Linked DNA regions of Gossypium hirsutum: region 2 is linked to region 1. The links are chromatin contacts, called in public Hi-C maps. All regions are on one chromosome and are shown on one strand. Each heading gives the region's core, a stretch centred on a gene start, on an enhancer-like site or on the middle of the called end of the contact. The rest is flanking DNA. Distances are from core to core; before and after follow the strand shown.

Region 1 (4,521 bases), core at 527-3,026:
CCATTTTAAATAAAATTTTTTTATTTTAATACAAAAATGTACCATTTTAGTACATAATTTTTTATTTATATTATTTTAAAATTTTTTTTATTTTTTTATCCTAGTTTAATAAAAAACCCAGCGTCTTCAAAAGAAAAAAAAACTTATGATAATATATAAATAAAATTTTGAGTCAAATATTTTAGATATAAAAAATATAATGTTGAGAGAATTTGTCTTTATTTAAACATTAGGAGTTCTAAAATTAAGGCTTGCATTTTCAATAAAATAAAAATTAAAGTTTGCATTTAATGGATATTATTAATGAACTGTGTTGAAATACAACCCTATTAATTTATAAATAATTATAAGATTTATCATATGTATATGTGCATGAAAATAACGATTTAAAATATAAATTTATTTTTAAAGATAAATACAATAAATAATGAAATATATTATTTGAGATTGATTAATAAAAATAACACATGAAATGTATATAATCTTAAAATAAAAAATTATATTAAATGAATAAAATGAAAATTAAACATGTAAATATATCATATTAAAAATACTAAATGCATTAAAATTATTTATAATGATATTGTCAACAATCTTGCATTAGTGTCAAGTTGGCTTACGACAACAATTTAACCAACAACATTATTCATATGTATAAATATATAAAAATTTAAAACATAGACATAACTTATAAAAATTTTAAATAAAAATTAAAAATTGATTTAGTTTAAATGACAAATGAAAAAAACGATATGAATAATGTATTTAGCTCAAATCTCATCATGTATAAATTTTTATTAATTTATAAAAATATAAAAGAAATAAAAACACTAACATAATCACAACAAAAGGAACAATATAGATTTTAAAATTTATTAAAAATAAATATAATTATTATATTTTTAACTAGTTAGCCTCATCATATATAATAACTTAATATGTAAATGACTACATGTAAATTTATTTTTTTATATTTTAAAGGGTTTTTCACTTAAATAATATAAAATAATAAAATAAATATTAAAATAGGATAAACATCCTATTATTTACCAGACTATGCAAAATGAGCATTATATCATCGATGTCGCCTAAACAATTAGTGGCACTCAATTTTCCTACCGTCAATGATTGCTTGAATCATTAAAATTTAAAAGATTATATACTTTTTTTAAGTGCTACCTGAGCAATTCGCGGCACCAGTATTTCAGGCGAAAAAAATACACCGTTTTAAATTATATTTTTCTAGGTATAAAAAATTAAATATTTAAAATTTTAATGATTCAAGCAATCAGGGGCGAAGCCAGGAGCTGGTATGGGCCCCGTCACCCTAAAATGTAAAATTAATTTTTACTCTTAAATTTTTTTAAAAATTTTAAATTAATAAATATAAAATTACACTTTGACCCTCTAAAATTATAAATATTCAATTTAATTCTTTACAAATTATAAAGATATAAACTATAACAAATTAAAATTTTACCAAATCCCGTAAAAAATTTTTTTGACTTCGTCCTTGTAAGCATTGATGATAGGGAAGATGAGGGTTGCTGGAGCAATTGGTGGGATGATATATACTGTTTATTTGGCCTAGTTTGATAATTAATAAGGTGTTTATCCTATTTCAGTATTAATTTTATTATTTTTTATTATTTCATTAAAAAATTCTATTTTAAAATATACTGCTACTAATAATAATTAATTTTTTTTTAAAAATTCCCAGAAAGTGATTATCAGTGTATAAGCCCAGAAACTGCCATAAAATGGGATATACTCATCTGACTGTTAAATCTCCGCCCTTCCTTCCTTATCATACCTCAAAACCCTCTCTTATATCATCTCTTTCTATTGCCCCCACCGCGGATGAGAGCTTCAACGGTTATGCCCTCTTCGTTATCCCATAGCTGAAATACCTTCCTTTTTTCCAGCTTTTTATTAAAAAAAACTATTCTATCTCTGTTCTTCAACCTTCAAGTCTCGGAAAAATCATCTGTTTTTTGCTGCTGCTGCTGCTTGGTAACCATTGAAATCTTAACTAGTTCCAAAGTTCATATACGTCGGGAAAAAAATTCTGCATAGAAAGCTAGTTTCGATTGGTTTCTGCCATTTATATGTTATATTGGAATTAAAATAAGAATTGGGTTATACTCCAAAACCTGCTTTTTACAAATATGTTTTATCGTTTGATTAATTTTTTGTTTATGAAGATGACGATACGTAACAGGATTCATTTTCTTGGTACAGGCGTGCAGCTATAAATATCTTATCTAAAAGAGCTTAAAGTTAGAAATTCCCAGTTCCCATCCCCATCTACCCCAAGGTTGAAAATGGCTCCAAGGAACAGCCGAGGAAAGGCCAAAGGAGAGAATAAGAAGAAGGAAGAGAAGGGTATTACTCTATTAGTATTTCTTAATCGTATTTGATAAATTACTCAAATTTAACCGCGGCGCCCCGCCCCGCCCTGCCCGGCGCGGGCCTTTTTTCATTTTGTTTGCAGTTCTGCCGGTGGTGATGGACATCACCGTACACCTCCCCGATGAAACTCATGTTATTCTCAAGGTTGGTCCCTGTGTTTTTAATATTTTCATTTTCATGTTCTTGAGCCTCCCTTAGCGATTTTGTTTATCATCGTGGCACCATGTGCGTGTATGTGTGCGCGTTTTCTTTTAAATTTTAAGAGGCCTCTTTTCGTTTTTCATGCTTTTGGAGCTGGATTTCGCTACACAATCGTCTTTTCGTCAGCAACCATTTTATTAATAATTCTTTGGGTCCCAATTCTCAGAAATTAAATATCTCAACCAATTATGGAAATGGAAAGCAGTTAAGCTTTAAATTTTTATTTTTTATTTTGAGTTGAGCTTCTTTAAATGAAGTTTGGAATTTGGAAGAATTTATCTTCTATTTAAAAAAATAGAATTCGTTTTAATTTTAAATTTAATTGCGACTTAGTATATTCCAAGAATAGATAATATTTATCTTTTCGACCTTTGAAATGGAGTTGGTTGCTAATATGTTGAATATATAAATATGTGCAGGATATAACAATACGCTACAATTTTTTTTAGAATTATCATTATTATTTAATTTTCTTTTTACAAATGGGGTAAATTTTATAATTTGCAAATAAAAATGGGCAGGGGATATCGACAGACAGGATACTAGATGTACGTCGTCTTTTATCGGTGAATACGGAGGCCTGCAACATCACAAACTTTTCCTTATCCCATGAGGTAAGGTCGTGAGGGTACATGCATTTCTAGTACAAATAATTTTTGGTAAACTAATTTACAAATTTTTTATTTTATAATTAGAAAAATTATTAGGCCCTTTTATATAATTTAATTTAAAAATTAATAAATTTTCGACCAAATATCAGAAAAATCATGTCAGCTTCAAAAGAATATGACAGCAGAAACGACACACAGATCATGTTCAAGTTGATAAAATAGCTCTTGGAAATATCATGGCCATCATTTTCCGTCTCCGAAATAATGGACTGTAATTTTGTTTACGTCTTCTTTAGAAGAGGAAGAAAAGAAAGGTGCATCTCATTTTGCACTATATACAAAATTTATTTAAATTAATGTTTTCATAAATATTCATAATAATGAAATTAATTAATATACTAAAAATTTCATATTCCTGTTTTCCATTTATTATTATCGTTTTTATTATAAACTCGAAAATAAGTAATAACCGCGGTTAAAATGAAAATTTTTCTGTTCTAACGGTTACAGGTAAGAGGGCTGCGGTTAAAAGACACCGTGGACGTTTCGGCGCTCAGACCGTGCGTATTAACCTTAACGGAAGGTAAGCTAAAGAGGGCAAAAATGTAAATGTATTTTTATAAACGTTGATTAGTTACGACGTAGACAAAAAATATACGCTGAAAAGACACTTTTGCTTCTCGCGACTTCAGTCTCATTTCCCTCCAAAAAAAAAAAAAACCTAACTGCTACTTTCTCTGTGTTTTAAAATTTGAAAAAATAAACCCAGATGATTATGATGAAGAGAGCGCAGGGGCGCACGTTAGACGGGTACTGGATATTGTGGCTTGCACAGCGAGCTTCGGCTCATCTGTCACCGCCAAAGATCAGCTGAAGCCGGACGCCAGTAAGAATGCGGCGGTTGCGCAGGAGAAAGGCTGTGCAGCAGCTAAGAAATCCGTCTCCGGTGCGAACAAGGAATCGGCTTCGAAATCTTCTACGAAGGACGTGCCGGTAGATGCAGAAGGAGAGATGAGCCATTCTTGCCCTAGCCTCGGCACTTTCTACGATTTCTTTTCCCTCTCTCATCTCGCTCCTCCTCTTCAATGTACTGTTTCTCTCTATAATTGTTTCCGTCTTTATTTGTTTGCATTTTTCTCTTGCTCCCTCGCGTACGGTTTGAACTTAGCTTAGCGACTATTCCTTTTCCTTTTCAGTTATAAGGAGGGCAAACAAGCGGCAAGTTGAGGAGATCTCAGCCGATGATCATCTCTTCTCCCTTGACGTGAGATCTTCGTCCTTGAACCTCTCCTTCTTG
Region 2 (4,521 bases), core at 707-3,206, 180 kb before region 1:
TATAAGTAGAGACACCAGTTATGTTTTGAACTTCAGTTTTCAGCAATATAAAAAGCAAGAGCACTTCTCCAGGCTTGACTCCCACCTAGCAGAAAAATAAAAAAAAAGAAAATAATTGATAAAAGAAGCACTTTACAGTGCCCCAAAACAGCAGAGAAGTTAAGAACCTCTCTTTGAGTTGGAACAAATTTCCAGGGCATTCCATCCGCCACATCAGCATTGAATTACACTACTATCTCCCTAAAAGGATAAGAGAAAATTTCTCAAACAAAGGCATAGAAGTACAAGAAAGATCATATCGTGATGCAAGTCTAACAGCTTCATAATAGCATCTTTAGAAATGCATGAATTGAATTGAACAAACTGGCTGATGTGAAATGATGAATGATACTAAAATTTACCACCTCATTCCTATTTGTTACCCTTTTGTAAAAAAGTCGCATCTATATATAAATAAAGAGTATAATCGGAAGGGAGTGATACCCTGCAATCTGTCTTATGACACCTTTTATGGTTTTACCTCATAAAACATCCCATTCCCTTCTTGATTTATTTCAGAAATAACATACTAAGACCATTATTGGTTTAAGTTATTTCCCCATCATACTCAAATGTTTCTTGCAACAAACAAGTTTCAACGTTTTCCCATCATTTTTTTAATAAGAAGAATGGTAACCGGTTTCTCATTGAGGGAATGACTTCATGCTCTAAAACACTTTAAAAACAATAATAATAATAAATAATCATGATTACAACTAACCAAAGAAACATATATATATCTAAGCAGAAAATGTCAAAAAGTAGAACTGAGAATGTTACAAGCAGAAGCAAACCACAGAACCAGGTTTAACACATAAAACAGTACAAAAACTAAGCATTGAAATAGAATCACAATAAAATTAACAGAAAAGGACATTACGATGATAATCATGAAAAATATAGATGAAGATAAGCTTTTACATCCAAAGCCTAGAAAGCACACCTTGTTACTACTGTCCCATCTTTTTCATGCCGAGCAATCTTTTCTTCAACACTCTAAAGAAAACAAGTATATGTTCTGGTTGAAAACCAATAGAAAAAAGAAAAGAAGAAAAGCCTGAAAATAGTAAAAGGATAGGATAAAAAATAGCACAAATGCCAATAACTTTTCCACAGCATATATATATAGCAGACTAAAGGCAAACAACAGTCTACCAGTTCCAAATTCAAAGGAGCAAAGCAGTGTTTCACATAAAAGAAACATATGATATGGTACCCACTATCAAACTAATCAAAAGCATCGACTAATTTACTCAAAAAGGACCAAATTTTGAGCATGAACGAGTCGAATAAAAGTAACCCATATCAGAACTAAGGACATAAAGCTTGAAATAAAATGATGAAATTAATAAAGAGAGCTTTATACCTTGGAAAGGGTATTAGCCAAAACTGAAGATGGAATCCCAAATTAGTATTTGTAGCGTCTTCTCCTCGGTTTCAGCCTTGGGGCTTCTGGGAAAGTTGGAAGCTTGAAAACGTGGGTAGCTGAAAGAAAGGAACCGTTTTAGCCTTCACAGGAAGCTAGACGAGAGCAAAGGGAAAAATAAAACTAAACAATAGGGTTTGTCAAAGGGTTGGTCAGGATATAAGCATGAAAAAGAGAGAGATGGTTGGAAGGAAATGGGAAGAAGAATGAAAAAAAGAAGATGATTCAGACGTGACAATGAAAAAGAGGAGAAGGTTGGAAGGAAATGGGAAGAATGAAAAAAAAGAAGTTGCTTCAGACGTGAGAACGAAAAAGAGGGAGAAGGGTAAAGTTGAAACTCACACACGCTGAATGGGTGTTCCGTGGATAGAGTGCCGAATGGTAAACGACAGTTTTGCCTTGAATCAGACTGTATAGAATAGGGCTGTAATAGCCTATTACAACAAACCAAACAATGGAATAGGGATGGGCCACTGAGTTCACCTATAATGGTGTAGCATTAGAGGCAACCAAACATGCTGTTACAGTTAAATGAAGTAAAACAAAAGGAAAACAACAATAAAAAAGTAAGGTTTTTTTTTTTTGGAAAATTAGGCTTGGCTTAGACAGAAAACCTTACTTAAGGTTCGACCCATTTTCTAAACGGATTTTTTTTGTTCAAATTCATTTTTCGAAACTATATTTTTAATTAAACACTTTCGCTTTTTAAACTGATCTTCAACCTGAACCATAAATAAGTATACCTTAAATTTTCCATTTTCAATAATTTCACTTTTCACGACCATTTTTCAAGTTTTAATAGTTTAATCTTTGTTTTTTTTTGTCCTCTATTACAAAGGATTGTAAAATTAATTTTTATGTGGTTAAAAACTAGTAGTAACAGTAAATTAGTTACTATAATGGTAAATATTATTTTTAATAAATAAAAATTATCAACAATGATAGTATTTTTTGGAACAATTTTTTTCTTTATTTTTCTAGTTCACTTGTACTAATTATATAAATAAATATTTTTCTATTACTTTATCATATGAAAACAAATTTATGCAATCATTTATTTGGTAATCTGCAAAATAAATAACAAAATGAAATAATGAAAAAGGTGATTTAAAGGAACAAGTGAATGCCATTAGCTTTCGAAGGAGGAAGGAATAACCAAAATGTAAAAAGCGTAGGGGGAAATAGAAGGTTGAGATGGAAATGGAAAATCACAATGGAGGGGTAAAGGTCAATGAGAAAGATTGAGAGACTCTGGAGTTTGTTTCAAAACAACTCTTCAATCCAGTTTAAGGTGCTAACCACATCGCATTGGAGCCAACTGGTCATCTAAAGCCGGTCTAAAAGTTTTGTTGACGTAGCTTAAAAAGAGAAGAATGTGTTCACATGGTGGAACAAAGAATCTCTGAGCGGGTTAATGGATATTTATTTGGAGTTTTTGAAGGCAATTTTTGATGGGGAAGAAGGCAATAGCATTAGGTTGTTTACAGAGGCCAACCAATAAATTTTTTTAGGGGCTAAATAAAATTATAAAATTTAAAGTTGAAAGTTAAAAATATTTAAATTAAATGCTTTATTTTTTAGAGTTTATCAAAATTTAAAGTTTTTTTTATTTAACTAAAGGCTTAAAAGCCTTAAATTTAATATTTTCCTTATTCGGCGGCTTTATACTTCAATTCTAGGCTATTTTATCCATTTAATTCAAAAAAATTAATATTTACAAAAATAACTCTGGTTCAAAAGTATTCGCTAAAATTACATTAAATAAACAGTAAGTTTGGGTTTTGAGAATCCAATGGTCGGCACCACCTTATGTTTTTGTCCGTCATTACCTGATGATTGTGTCAGGCTTTAAAAAAATAATTTTTCTGAGCTTGGGACATGAATGGCCGGTACCAGGGTATTTTTTTTTAAATCGTATCATACTAGTATACAAAAATACCAGTATCTGAAAAAAAATTGGGTACTAGCCATGTAATGGCTAGCACCAAAGTCATTTTTTTTAAAAAATAAATTTTTTATATTTTTCGGGTCCTAAGGCAATTTTTTTTTTACTTTGGGGCACTAATGGTTGGCACCATAGTTAATTTAAAAAAATTGTTGGTCAGTAGATGGCCGACACCAAGTACATTTTTTGGGTTCCAAGGCACTTTTTTCTTTTTACTTTGGGATACTGATGGTCGGCACCACCTTTTTCAGGTCCAAAAAAATTCTTTTGGGGTTTTGGGACACCGATGGCCGGTACCAATTTTATTAGATTAAATTTTTTTTTAATTTTGGAACACTAATAGCCAGCACCAAGTATTAAAAAAATTAGTTTTCTTAATTTGGGGAATCAGATGGCTGGCACCAAATTTATCATATATATATATAGGTGTTTTGTCTTCCATTTGAGTTTTTGTTTACTTTTTTAGTTGAAAATCGAGATTAAAAATATCAGTTTTTCTTTGTTGAGAAGGAAACAAATTTTTTTTAAGATGCGTTCCCAGATTTTGTTTGTTTATGTTCATTTTGATGGAGAAATGATAAATACAACTAAAAAAGGCTGTGTATTTCAAAGTTGAAAAAAAATAGGAATAAGATTCAACAAACGTGTTTCGGTGGCGGATTAAAACAAAAAATCAGTATAAAGATAGCAACTTATTGCGGGAAGCAAATGTTGAGACTGTTTTACAAATTTCCAGTTTCAACAGATCCGTTCAAGTTCTCAGAAATGGAGCTCAAAGATGATGATGATCTAGCGACAATGATGGCAATTTATTGCCCCCTGATATGGATAATCCCAGCTCGGTTGAGTTGTTCGCAGAGATAGCTAAACTAGATCCTATTCAAGTTGTAATTCCAATAAGCCAGCATTCTAGAATTGATTTTGATCTTAACGTCTCCTAATAATATTAGTCGGGTTATGGACAGTCAAAGCCAACTCCCGAAAATCCAAACACCGGTGGATGTTCGTATAACATCCCCAACTCGTGTACTCGTCTAGAGATCCATCCAGAGGTGTTGGCCACCATAGAAGATGGTGATGAAGGGTCTGATAATGATGATCAGTCTCACCG

What was found. A called contact is a pair of places that touch in the nucleus more often than the background predicts.
Region 2: a contact with region 1 is called in a Hi-C map of leaf, with 4 times the contacts expected there. The contact joins the promoter of LOC107938165 here to the promoter of LOC107938163 in region 1. A contact is called at or near these places in 16 of 34 Hi-C or Micro-C datasets (anther, callus, fibers and 4 more).

What each region holds. Positions count from the first base shown.
Region 1 is chrA08:101,787,983-101,792,503 of Gossypium_hirsutum_v2.1, reverse strand. LOC107938163 (protein TSS) reads left to right here and starts at 1,776. Exons shown (of 27, transcript XM_041074598.1): 1 at 1,776-2,013; 2 at 2,242-2,385; 3 at 2,495-2,556; 4 at 3,135-3,227; 5 at 3,735-3,807; 6 at 3,994-4,311; 7 at 4,421-4,488. The coding sequence starts at 2,325.
Region 2 is chrA08:101,963,750-101,968,270 of Gossypium_hirsutum_v2.1, reverse strand. LOC107938165 (cytochrome c oxidase assembly protein COX11, mitochondrial) reads right to left here and starts at 1,956. Exons shown (of 6, transcript XR_005899676.1): 1 at 1,808-1,956; 2 at 1,406-1,524; 3 at 983-1,035; 4 at 1-240.